Linked DNA regions of Mus musculus: region 1 is linked to region 2. A link is a contact called in public HiChIP or PLAC-seq data. All regions are on one chromosome and are shown on one strand. Each heading gives the region's core, a stretch centred on a gene start, on an enhancer-like site or on the middle of the called end of the contact. The rest is flanking DNA. Distances are from core to core; before and after follow the strand shown.

Region 1 (6,290 bases), core at 1,671-4,170, 180 kb before region 2:
GGGAGGGGCTTTATTTATTCCCAGGGTGTTTTTGGCATAAGCAAGAACTACTGTGTGAGAGCTTCCCCCACACAGGAGCGTCACAGACACCTCTCGGAGGGTGTGAGCAGAGCCCTCCTCAGGCTTTTGCTGAGAAGATAGCAGCTTGCCACGTGGGACTGGAGGTGATAGGGAAGGTGATGGGAGCCAGCTGGAAAGAGCTTAGTGTTAGGCATCATGAGATTCCCTTCCAGAGCAGCCCCTAAGTCATGGTGTGGGATGTGGTCCACTTGGCCTGCTCTTCAACAGGCAGATGGCTAGTGACCCAAGACTTCTTTCACCTCCGAGCCTTTGATGATGCATAGCCAGAGGACTAGAGAGTATTGGTCTGTAGTACTTGACTATCTAATTAATGCTTGATGTCTGATTTCTGGTCCTTTCTTTGGCCGGAATCAGAAATCACCCCAAGAGTGTCTCTGACAAATGGTTACTTCTTGTTTGTTTCACCTTTTCTGATGAGCAGAAGTTTGTAGCATTTGTGTAGCGAGCTGTCCCATTCTTGAACAGTATGTAGTTGGAACATAATACTATAAACACCATCTTTCTATAATCCAGTAGAAAATGTTTACAGGTGGGTAGGAGACTAGGGATTTAACCCAGTTGTTAGAGTGCTTGTCTAGCATGCGTAAAGCCCAGAATTCAAACTCTACCTTCCTCATAAACTGGGCATTGTAGCCGAACCTATAATCCCAGTAATCAGGGGCTAGAGGCAGGCAAATGAGAGATTTAAGATTATCTTAATCTCCTTGGCTATATAGCCTGCACTAGTGACCCTGTCTCCAAAAAGAAAAAGAAAAAAACAACAAAACCATTTATCTTTCTGACACTTAAATAAAGCCCATTTGTCCTGCACATTTTACAGGACAAATCACCTTCTTTCAGGGTCATTGGTTGCAAGCACCAAAATGGACTCTGTTTTTTCATTCAAAGAGGGTTAGTTGAGACCACTTATACGACCAAAAGAATGGGCTTAGACAGGAGACAAAGATCTGCATTCAAGGTCATATGTCAGGAGAAATCTGGTCCACTGCAGTTGCTTTGAACTTCGATTGTCTTACCTTTTGGCCCCTGATCCTTGCTCATTAAAGAGTCAAAGTCCTAGAATACGATTGGTCAAGCCCTACTTGTGTGATTCAAGTCCAGCTTTCTTTTTTCTTCTAAAGAGACAATCATAAACCTTTGTCAGTGAACATCTAGTACTGTTCTATATCTTAATATGGTCCCTTCTAACAACCCACTTCTGTCCTCTAGAGGAGAACACAATTATCCTCTAAAAGACGAGCTTTGTAACAGTGAACACATTCTACCCTCAGATCCAGTTGCAGCTTCCAGCTTGTTAATTTTGTGTATAGCTGTGTACTTCCACAATCTTCACTAAAGCCCTCCAGTATCGCTTAATGAACTTTTTTAATTGGCTCTTTTAAAATAGTAGCGCAATCAGCCTCCTCATTTGATTCATGAACAAAACTCTCCAGAAAGGCTGAAAGGGAAAGTGTGAATCATAGTTTAAGGAGATGCTTTTTAATGTGCCGTAAGACCAACAGGCACATCCATCAGTGTGCACTCCAGGGCACGCTACATACCTTCATGATGGAAAGTGAGCAGAATCCCGTCTCACCAGAGGCGATAAAGTTTTGAACCTCAGATACAAGATGACATTTTGTTTTTGGAAATGCCTGCCTCTGAGAACGATGAGGGTGAAGCTTCAACACAGGGCTTCCGAGGGCCTGTGTACAGAAGTGACCCCTGGCTCTCTGTAGCAAGTGGTACATAACAATGAGACCACAGCCTTGGTAATGTGGGCAACGTCTTTCGACAGACACCTGTTTGAAGAACATCAATCCTTAGAGAGTTAAGACTTTTGAAAGGGTCTTTAGAAATAGCACGAATGTACTCGTACATGCCCCGAACTTAAGAGAAAGAAAATTAATCTGACCCCAGAGGTGAGTATCCTGGTGTATGTGATATTGCACAGAGGGTTAAAGATGGAGGAAAGGTTCCTCCCCTATGATATCTGAAGGGATCACATGAGTGCAGACTTGGATTTAATAAGTCACATGTTTTTTTTTTCTTTTCTTTTCCTTTTCTTTCTTTTTCTTTATTTCTTTTTTTTTGCTACCATGGTTAACTAATGTTTTTATGTGCAAGATGCATGTGTTTCTTTAGAATGTAAAAACTATATGACTCATTATTGCTCCTTTTCTATTCATCCCCACCCACCTGGCATGGTTATTTGCACACAGGTATAGGTCTTATCTCACTGGGCCTCAGGCAAGAGACAAAGGATTATGTCTCATCCTCCTCCAATAATGTTGGCCTAACACATAGACTATTCTCAATATGTATTTACTAAATGCATGAGTCACGAGACAGAACAAGGAGGCACAGGGCTCCTTCTGGTCCTGGAAGAACTCTCCTCATTCACTTTAGCTTCCCTGTGAAATTAAGAGGTTGGATATTAGCTACATAGAGGATGTAAATAGGCTTTAACTTGCATATATTATATACTTAGTCTCTTTTGGGGGGCTCTATGTTCAGATATTGTCTTTGGCCAGATTGTACACTGCTGATTTAATCAAGATCCTGCCTAATAGAAAGGAAATTGGACACTTTGTAATTTCTGTATATTTGATATTCTATATGCCTAGCTCACCTATAGTATAGATATCTATATTTTTCCCATAGGATGAAGAAAAATTAAAGTGTGAAAGAAAACCTTAACAGCATGCAAAAGACCTGAGTCACCACTGATTCTTTTCCCTACATAGAGTCTTAGTCTTCAGGAAATTCCCTAGAAAAATCATGCTTATCAAGCTTGCAGGTGAAACCAAGCCAAAGAGGTTGTGTGTGTACCTGGATTGCCAAAGCAGGTGGGAGGAGCCTGCTTCCCTGACTGATAAAAACCACTTACGATGCTTGTTTTGGATACAGACTCTTAGCCCCACCCTAGAGTGAATGACTCAAAATCTCGAAAATGAGACACGGGAGAAATATCTATACTAAAAAAAAATTTTTTTTTTCCAAGATGGTTCTGATATGAAGCCAAGCATAGCAAATACTGGTTTTCGTGGCTGAGTCATAGTCCAAAAGCATCTGAGTAGGGTCAAGGGAACAAGATAAGATAAAAGAAACAAACGTAATTGCCCCAACCAAACAGGACAGGACAAGAATTAGGGAAATGAAGGCAGGGTACTCTGTATACTGATATGGCAGTGTGTAGTGATCTCAGTATGAACCAGGTCTGGCTGAATACACAACAACGTGGTTTTCAGAGCAAGAGAGAGCTGCCTTCCCAGGAGACAAGCAGCGAATGATCTGACTTAATAAATCAGCTGTTATTTGTTGTTACTGTAGTAATAGTAAATCAGTGGTAGTAGCAAAATAATTTTTTGTAGACTATATCATTTCTAAGTTTTCTCTGTACAACATTTTACTTACCCTACATAAAACCTCTTGTTATCTGCATATGGAATGCCACTTGTCACTGGATGCACACTCATATGGGATTCATTTATCCCCCAAGTCTCACACCCTGCTTGACAGTTTGGAGAACTTATAGTGAGATAGTTGAAAACCATGTCATCATGATTGTTAGTATTCTTTATTTTGAAGCAACCTAAACAGTTATATCTGTTATTGCCAAAGGCCTGGTGTGTCTTGCAGAGAAGGGGAGCATGGTTGAGCAAGCTCCCAGAGACCAGAACTTGACCAGTGGTAAAGGTTACAGAGAGACAGACCTTTCAACCTCACCAACTTAAGGCATTTCTTTAAAGTCAATATCCTTTAAAGATGGAACAACCTCCAGGAGTCTGGGAGCCTGTTGAGTGGGAATGTTAAGAACATCTTGGGTGGATGACCTTCCTAGTGCTGCAACCCTTTAATACATCTCCTCATGATGTGGTGACCCCTCCAACTGTATAATTATTAGGTTGCTACTTCATAACTAATTTGCTACTGTTATGAATCACCGTGTAAATATTTGTGTTTTCTGATGGTCATAGGGGACCCCTGTGAAAAGGTTGTTTGACCTTCAAAAGGATTGAGACCCACAGTTGACCTGAGAGCCCCTGTAGTAATGAATGAATGGAACAGGAGAGTGGATGTGCAGAGCGTCTGCCTTACTGCAGTCCTGGTCTGTGTGCCCACTCCTCTCTCTAAAGAACTTCTACTCTTACCACAGCTTCAAAACTCCGTTTTGCTTGTGTTCATTTAAGCCATTCTGTTCTTAGCCTAGAGAGTCAGCCTAGTTCATACAGGGCAATTAGATGTTGGGAAGTTGGATCTTCTCTTTGGAGTAGTTTTCCTTCTATAAATGGCACCTGTGACTTTAAAAAAAAAATCCGTAAATGGGATATTTCTATTTCCTAAATAGAAAAAAATTCACCTTTGGGGTAGAGTACCCTGTGGAAAATCCCAAGAAAGAAAAGGAAATTTTCTTGAAGTGGTGAGCAATCACAAAAAGAATTCTGACATGGGATAAGCAGGCACTCAGTAAACTCTGGTGCTTGTGACTATAAATGCTGGGCCTCGCAGAAGTATTCCTTCCCAGCAAACAGGTGTTCACCTCAGACTTAACAAGGACTCTGGGATCACTGTGACCAGAGACTCTCAAAAAGCAATGTCGGATGGCCCAGTTCTGACACTTATTGAACATAAAACTGAGAGGCAGGACAGAATAGAGCACCCTTAGGTGAGAGCTGTATGGGTAAGCTCATAAAATAAGGGGTTCCTTTCTTCAGCCAATGAATTCCTGCAGCCTCGTGTGGGAGGTTCAGGAGAATAGGGAGGACGGCAAAGAGAGAGGATGAGGGACAGGGAGAAAACTACCATTTTGTGCTTATTGTTTTGTGTCATTAAAAGGACAAATCTTCACTGGAGAGATGGCTTAGCAGGTAAGAACACTTGCTGTATATGCATGAGGAACTGAGTTCAAATCCCCAGCCCCCCCCTAGGTGTACCCTATAACTTAAGCACTCTGTGGGGTGGACACAGGAGGACTTCTGCGCTTTGCTGGCTGTCAATCCAGCTTTATATTCAGTGAGAGACCCTCTCTTACGAAAATAAAGTAGAAAGTGATCAAACAGGAGACCTGATATCCTATGACCTCTGTACATATGTGCATCCCTTTGAACACACACACACACACACACACACACACACACACACACACACACACACACGTAATGTGGTAAATTCTATTCTACCCTGTAAAAGGGTTGTTTGACCTCAAAAGGGATTGAGACCACAGGTTGATAACTTTCCCCCCCATCCCCAACCCCCTGCAGCTCTTGTGGTGACACACACATTTGCTCTAAGAAACAAATAAGTGACCAAATCTATGGGGCGATGAATAGTTTACCCAGAAACAGAAGTAATAAGGGAAGTTGGGGTGAGCAGAAAGTTTGGCTGCTGGGTTGAGGAGAAGGCATACAGAGCACCCATTTGGATGCAGCTATGACTAACAGCAAGGGTCAGCCAAAGGCCAAGGCTGGCCTGACTCACACAGTGAAGGTCTTAGGAAGAGTGGGCTAACTAAGGGCTAACTAAGGATACCTCAGGAGATGCAGTTCTCAGAGGATGTAATGGAATTCACACCTGGGGGTGCCAGGGCAGCATTGATGGCCTGAGTTCAATCCCTAAGCCTCAAGATGTAGAAGAGAGATAACTGCAAGTTATCTTCTGGCCTCCACTTGCATGCACATGTGCACAGACACACACACACACACACACACACACACACACACACACACACACGCACACGCACACATGTATGTACACATGCCCACACACATATATTCTTTGAATATCATACATGTACATATGTGTTTTGATCAGGGATTCCAAGCTTGTTCCATGTGTTAGGAACTTGACGTATGCCTGTGGGCAGGTAGCTCACTCTGAGGCTAGGTGTTTATTTTCTCAGTCCAGGAACCATTGCTAGGTCCATCACCCCTCCTCTACCTGCAGAGTCCAGCAACTGAGGTTTGCGGACCCTCTCTTTAATGCTGAACAGGAGACAAGAGATTGCACAGAATGTTCTTTCAGAAGGAAGGAAGCAATCCTGATGAGCTAATAGGTCTGGAGAACTGGACCCCATTTCTAGTAATTCCTGGCAAGCCTTCTCTAGCAGAAGCAGCTTGCATCCCCCACCAGAGTGTTTGTGGAACCGGAGGTGCAGATTTTAAGCAGAAGTCACAATCTTCCTGTCTTCCTGACAGAAATATCTGTCAGGGACATGTTGAATATCTTTG
Region 2 (6,484 bases), core at 301-2,800:
AGGAGGAAGAATCACTATGAGCCAGGGTGAATCCAGAAATGTTTTTGTTTTTGTTTTTTTTTTCCAGGAGAAAGCATTTTGTAATGTGTTGAGGTGTAAACCCAGGGCAATACTCCAGAGGCTTAAATGCATGTTGTGGGGGTTCAAACAACCCCTAAAGGCTGAAGCAGTACAAATAATGTCAGGAGGACATTTCAAAGCCACCATTGTAAATGAATGCAAGGAGACTCCAAATGAATGGCTGCAGTTTTAACTGTTGGGTGTTTAGGAGTTGCCGAGCGTCTGTGAATGGACAAGTCATCTGAGAACAATAGTATTATAGAAAGCTTTTTATTTAATTAGACATGCAAGATGGATAATAAAAAAAAGATCACAGGGGCTCTGAGCATGGAGTCAGTTGGACTATACTGCTGTCTTTAAAAGTTTTAAATTAACTGATGAATGTGCTTGTGTGTGTGTGTGTGTGTGTGTGTGTGTGTGTGTGTGTGTGTGTGTGTATACGTACATGTGCCTTCCTGCGCTTGTACAGGACAGTGGACAGCTTGTAGGAGTCAGTCCTTTCATGGTGGCAAGTGCCTTTACCTGATGCCACCCCCTATTATACTGCTTTCTGTGTAACCTTTGTTGATATACATCCAGATATAAATATAAATACATATAATCGCCTCTTCTCTACTTTAAAAATCTGTCCCATCTATCCCCCAGTGAAGTGTTGAATATCACTTTCAATGAGAAATGTTAAAGAATTTTAAACTATAAAGCTATAGAACAAACCCAAGAGATAATGAAATAGCCAGGTGGGTGAGAGGAAAGCTGTAGGAGCCCTGGGAATGGGTGGAGGGAAGATTGGTGGAGGCCAAATATCATCTTCCCTTTTCTTTCCCAGTACTTTCCAGTGTCACCTGCCTTCAAGTGGGAGCAATCACCAGTCTGGGGCACACAGAACTGATGATCTAGAGTCAGAGAACCCAAATCCTTAAAGATCTCTAGTAACTTCTTCAAGGGAATAGGAGAAACTAAAAACCTGGCTCTTCAGCTTGGGATGTCAGCAAACATCTGGGCTAGAGTTTTTCAGAGTTGGTAAGCAGTTATGAGAGACAATGACCAGCCAGGCTGCAAAGGCTCTGGCTCAGTGGTGCTGTGGGTAAGTGTGAGTGGCAAGTGTTCTAAGGATGACGGGCAAGGCAGGGCTGGCTCTTATGGAGGAGGAGGGTTAATCCAATCCCAGCAGGTTGGGATCTGAGTTCAGACTAGGTTGGGAGGCTGATAGAGAAGCACCCGGGCCTGCAGCCAGCCCTGGGCTTCAAGTGGAAGCATTTCACAACCTCTTTTCTCCAAGGGTTATGTCCTTGGATTGACAGCCATTGGGGCCATTTAGGGGGAGTGGAAAGTGCATAGACTCAGAGCCAAAGAGCTGCATTCCAGGCCTGGTTCTGTCACTGTCTGCTGGGGTGACCCTTCCTTTCTGGGCTAGTGTTGAAGCAGGCTAGATGATGCCTGGGGCTTCTTTCAGATCCAGACCCCTTTTAGCGTGTGTCTTTTCAGACTGGAATGCAGTGGGATAGTGACTGTGAACTGACTCAGACCCCAGAGTAACAGAGTTCTATGACTGGACTCTAAGCTCTGGCAATGATGGCAACCTAGGAATTTTCAAAAATGTTTGTCTTGGGCAGAGACAACTGTATGTAGGTCAAATGAATAAGAAATCTAGAACTCACCCGAGTTTATGCCTCCCATGCTATGGAGTTCGGTTTACTTGAAGGAGAATTTCCTCAGATTACAAACACTGATCATTTCCATCCATTCTTAGAAAGTAAATATCTGATATGCTCTTCCCCCATCTCCAACCAGACTCTCAGTGATAAATGTACTTTCTCTCTTGAACTTGAACCCTTAAACTTCCTGGTCAAAAAGAACACTAGCTCTGGCTTTTGTGTGTTGGGACATGAGGGTCAAGTTCACTAAATTGACTACTTGGTCCCTTGGGTATCCAAGGAGGCAGAGATGCTCTATAGCAAGTTGCTCTATCTATGCCATCTCTGAAGGGGGACCTCCTCTCCTCCAAGTCCTCCACAGAAGTCACTGTTGTTACTAAATTCCTCTAAGTCAGTGGTTCTCAACCTGTGGGTCGAGACGCCACAGGGGTCGAACATTAGACATTTCCACTGTGATTCATAACAGTAGCAAACTCATAGTTATGAAGTAGAAACAAAAACAATTTTATGGTTGGGGGTCACCATGACATGAGAAACTGCATTAAAAGGTCAAAGCATTGGGAAGGTTGAGAACCACTGCTCTAAGCTTTCATTCCAGCGTCCAGAGAAACCTCTAAATAATGTAAAATGTGTGGGAGTGCCCAAGCCCTTAGATGGGGTGAAGGATCCAGAAATTGGGCTGCTGCAGTCCTTACACAAGGAGAGAAAATCAGGATAAGTAAAAAAAGTCACTGAAATTTCCTGCTGAATATCGGAATGGTCACAAGACATAAAATAACCAAGCAAACCAAGAAACAAAAACAAGCCTTCAAAAGAAACACAGAGCTAGGGAGATGACTCTGCTGATGAACTGCCTACTATACAATCACAAGGCTCCAAGTTTGGATCCCTCGCAGCCACATAAAAAAGCAAGGCACAGTGTTCCACACATGTAACCTCAGCCCTGGGGGGGGGGGGGCGCAGAATTGGGAGCATCCTGCACTGGAGATACTGTGCTCTATGATTGGTATTTATCTTGCTTCCTCTTCATCCTCTGAGATAACCCCATTTTGTAAATGAAGAAAGTGAGGCCCCGAGGAGGTTAAGTAACTTTCTCTGAACCACCAGAAAGGAAAGGGTCAGGCTGGATTTTGATGGAGGGATACAGATGAGATACTCTTCATGGGGAGGAAAGAATAACCCTATAATTTGGGTTGAATGAAGGGGCTTGGGGAGTTAAAGCCAACGGGGCTTGAGGACTTCGGAAAAAGGACAGGAAGCTGACCTGTGGAGTTAGGTGAGTGTGGGCTCAGAGTCTGGAATATTGACAGACGATAGGGACTTGAGGTAAGGAATGTAGCAGCCCAGGGCTTAACAGCTGCCTCTTCCCCTTGCTTTGAGCACCAAAGACACAACCTACTCTGGTGCAACTGCACAGGTGTCCTGAGAGCTTCCTGTCAGCCAGTCTTGCAGCATGAGACACTTCTCCAACCCCCCCCCCCACCATTGTCAGAGCGTACCCTCCTGTGCTTTGGATTCCTGTGGACTGTACCTTTCCTCAGCCATTCTTGGTTCCCCAGACCCAAAAGCTCAGAAAGGCTGCAGCAAATGAATCACTGAGTTCTTTTATTGGAACTGAAATCTGAAGAAGACTACCTGGGTGGGACGGAGGAGAGGATGTTCTGAGTCATCATGTGCCCCCAGGAGATCAAGCAGAAGGTACATCAGAGAGACAGAGCAGGGCAAGAGACTCTGCACGCTCGACAGGCTGTTGAGTCCAGGGTGTCTGGACTCCCAGACGAATAACTTATTTAGTTCTTATACATGATCCCCACATCTCTTTTTACAAATAAGGAAACTGAGGCAGAGGGATGTGAAATAATGTGGCCAATGTCTCACCATCAGTGTTATAGTCATGCCCAGGCAGCTTGACTATAGAGTCCAAATTTCGGAACTCTTCCCCCTGACACCCCGTCTTCTGATCATTACTCTAAGACCGTCAACCTAAAGATGGTCTGATAACTCATTTCTAACATGATGCAGGTTCTGGAATCTTGGACTCTGTGCAGTTCATGGGAATCAGCACAAAGTTAGGAACAGGCTGTTTGTCTTCAGCTAGCTGTTAAGCACAAGGTGGTTGCATCACAAATATCTTGCCTCCGTTAACCCCAGCGTTTCTAGCATTGGCTCCTTGCCACCCCAACCAGGAATCAGAGAATCAGCTTGGTCTGCAGACCCATTGGACCCCAGACTCACACCAGTTTGAAAAACCACAAGCTGATCAAGTGGGCAAACAGGCCTCATCTAAGCAGAGCAGAGCGAGATGAGGTCATGGCCAATGAAGAGGACAGCAGTTCAGAAAGATAAGAACCAGAGGGAGCCAGACGTCGGAGCAGGACTATAGGAGAAGGCAGGAGTCTTCGGTTGTCTCAGCCAGGAGCCTGAGGCAGATCGTCCTATAGCAGAAATGGGGTTACATGAGGTGAAGAAGCAGGAGACCTCTCTAGTGGTCCACAATGAGAAGGGTTCTGTAATAAGGATACAGTTTCAAAATCCTGGCTTGATGAAACATTCAATGGGATAAAGGCTAGAATAACACTGCGGCTAGGAAGGCTATAGGCGGGGAAGAATGTGAGCCTGTTGTTAGAACATCTAGTTTGTAGCCTTTAGTCTTCCAACAAGGTGAATGGCCTTAGATTAGCTGTGTGTCTCTCTCCTCAGCTTCACACTGCCTACAATAGCTGTGACCTTTCGCTGAGTACTTGCATGGCTTTGTTTCAGAGCCAGAACAAGTCTTAACATAGTCTTTGAGAAGTTCTATACATACAGTATAACCTAGAGGTGGAAAAGGCAGCTCAGAGAGGTTAAGTAACTTAGACTAGGTAGCATAGTATACCCTACAGCTGGGAGTTTGTTCCAGAGTCGGAATGCCACCTACCCCCAGTACAGTTCCCTGGGTTGAGCCTGTGTTCTGGCGTCACATGCCACATGCCCTTCAGTGAAGTCTGATAACTTTAGTCACCTCTGTGGGAGATATAGCATTGGATTCTTTAAGATAAGAACTGTGGGGTCTCAGTGGGATTGTGTAGTAAATATAGAGAGACTGAGGCCCTCAGAGCAGAAGGAGACACGGAGAGGAGAGGCTGGAGGAAGCAGGTAGCAGACACAGAATGAGTTCAGTGGGCTGTGTGACAGGTGCCATGTCTAGACGCCCTGAAGCTGGAGTTCCTCTCAGAGCATCAGAGGTTTCCTTTCAGTTTGAGAGTTATGGGGGTCAGGGTCTCATAATAAGAAGACGTCTTATGGTCTCACTATTTGGGGTCTACTCCCCAATCCCAGCTGCGGAGGGAAACCTTGGAGAACTGAGTCCCCGAAAGAGCTCTACCAAGCCTATTAGCTTCTCTGGGCTGGGGGTTCCTGCCTGTGTCTGACTGGGGGTATGCAAACAGCAGCCATCCCCCTGACATGTCCTGAACCCTAGTCTCTCCTAGGGTTATCTGTCCTGTGTCCTGAACAACCAGAATCCTGTTCCCAACCAGTGGCCGCTGTCAGCTGTTCTAGTGACCATACCTGATGCTCTCAGGGACTCCTGTGCTGTCTGTCTCAGGTAAAGAATGCCCACTTGACCATGTCCTTGAAGGCTTCATTAGTGATTGAACTTTTAGGTCCTGGGATAGAATTTAATAACTGACAAAACATTTCCTTATTCTTTATCTCATCTGATTGTCATGTGAGTAGGACCTGTCACATGCAAGGGCAGGTCAGGAATCGCTGTGTCACTGTATAAAAGTGGAGAAAACAGACCTGTGTGGTCCTGTGAGTTGGGTTTTGTGTGTGTGTGTGTGTGTGGGGGGGTGTTTTCTTGTTTTCTACTTAAAAAAATGGGATTTTTAAAATTTTGAGTTTCTAATCCAGCAGCTGATTAAGTAAGTTTTTGTAGGAATTTTGTTTACAGGGAGTATGTTAGCCAGAGCCTTTCAGACTTTCTCTGGTGTTGACCTCCCTAAGATCCAGATGCAGAAAGCTACGTTCTCAGAGAACAGATGAAATTCACTAGTCCAGGCCATATGATATGCAAGGCATTTGTTTGTGGCTCTCCATGTGGTATCCCCAGTGTGTCACGTGCCACCCTATCCTGAGAGGTCAGCCCAGAGGTTAATGTTATTACTGGTATTATTATTTTCAGGTCCGAGAGATTCAGAAATACTAAGGAATTATACCATGGGATTGCATAGAGTGGTCGGACTGGAGTTTAAGCCTAGGGATGGAACCCTAACTCCTACTTGTAGACCTCATTGGGTTTCTTGAATTTCTTGGTCTGGGTTTTGTTGTACTCTCCTGAGGCCTGTTTCCAGATTGGCTCCAGGGAGTTGCAGCAGAGCTGGGAACTTTATTCTGGTAGGACAGAGCCAGTCTGGCTCAGGACTCCTGGCTCCATCCTTTCCTCAGTCTCCTTGGCTATTGTAGGTGGTGCCATTATTTTGGGCAGTCACTACCAGACTTTCTAATTTGTTCTCAAGATTTCTCCCGGCCTCTCTGGGATGCTAAACTTTGTAGATACACAAGGGTCCTTTGACTGGGAAAGGAGACATGTTTGTAATACAATCTATAGATGCTGTCTCTCTGTGTGTTTTGTTTTTGCTTTTAAAAGCAATATGGAAGAAGAGTCAAAGGTAGGGGTTGGTGAAAGTTGGCTTTCTGACACTGTGGCAAAATAACCAGAAATAAATAATTTAAATCCAGAGGTTTGGATCCACTGTCATTTGATCCTCATGATGGCAAACATGTGG

Evidence for each region. HiChIP or PLAC-seq counts read pairs in DNA pulled down with a chosen protein or histone mark.
Region 1: a contact with region 2 is called in a CTCF HiChIP or PLAC-seq map of the NIH/3T3 cell line, with 8 read pairs. The contact joins two enhancer-like sites. A contact is called at or near these places in 1 of 15 datasets of contacts at CTCF or cohesin (the NIH/3T3 cell line) and 2 of 115 datasets of contacts at active chromatin or transcription factors (bone marrow-derived macrophages and pancreatic cancer cells).

The regions. Positions count from the first base shown.
Region 1 is chr16:24,361,106-24,367,395 of GRCm38.p6, reverse strand. No RefSeq gene overlaps it. Among named protein-coding and RNA genes, the nearest start is that of Lpp, 29 kb to the left of the region's middle. Within about 2 kb of position 2,920, at least 29 of the 459 cell types and tissues checked have an H3K27ac peak or open chromatin away from gene starts, as enhancers often do. A contact at or near this core is called in the NIH/3T3 cell line, where this site is marked.
Region 2 is chr16:24,178,292-24,184,775 of GRCm38.p6, reverse strand. No RefSeq gene overlaps it. Among named protein-coding and RNA genes, the nearest start is that of Gm32126, 22 kb to the right of the region's middle. Within about 2 kb of position 1,550, at least 52 of the 459 cell types and tissues checked have an H3K27ac peak or open chromatin away from gene starts, as enhancers often do. A contact at or near this core is called in the NIH/3T3 cell line, where this site is marked.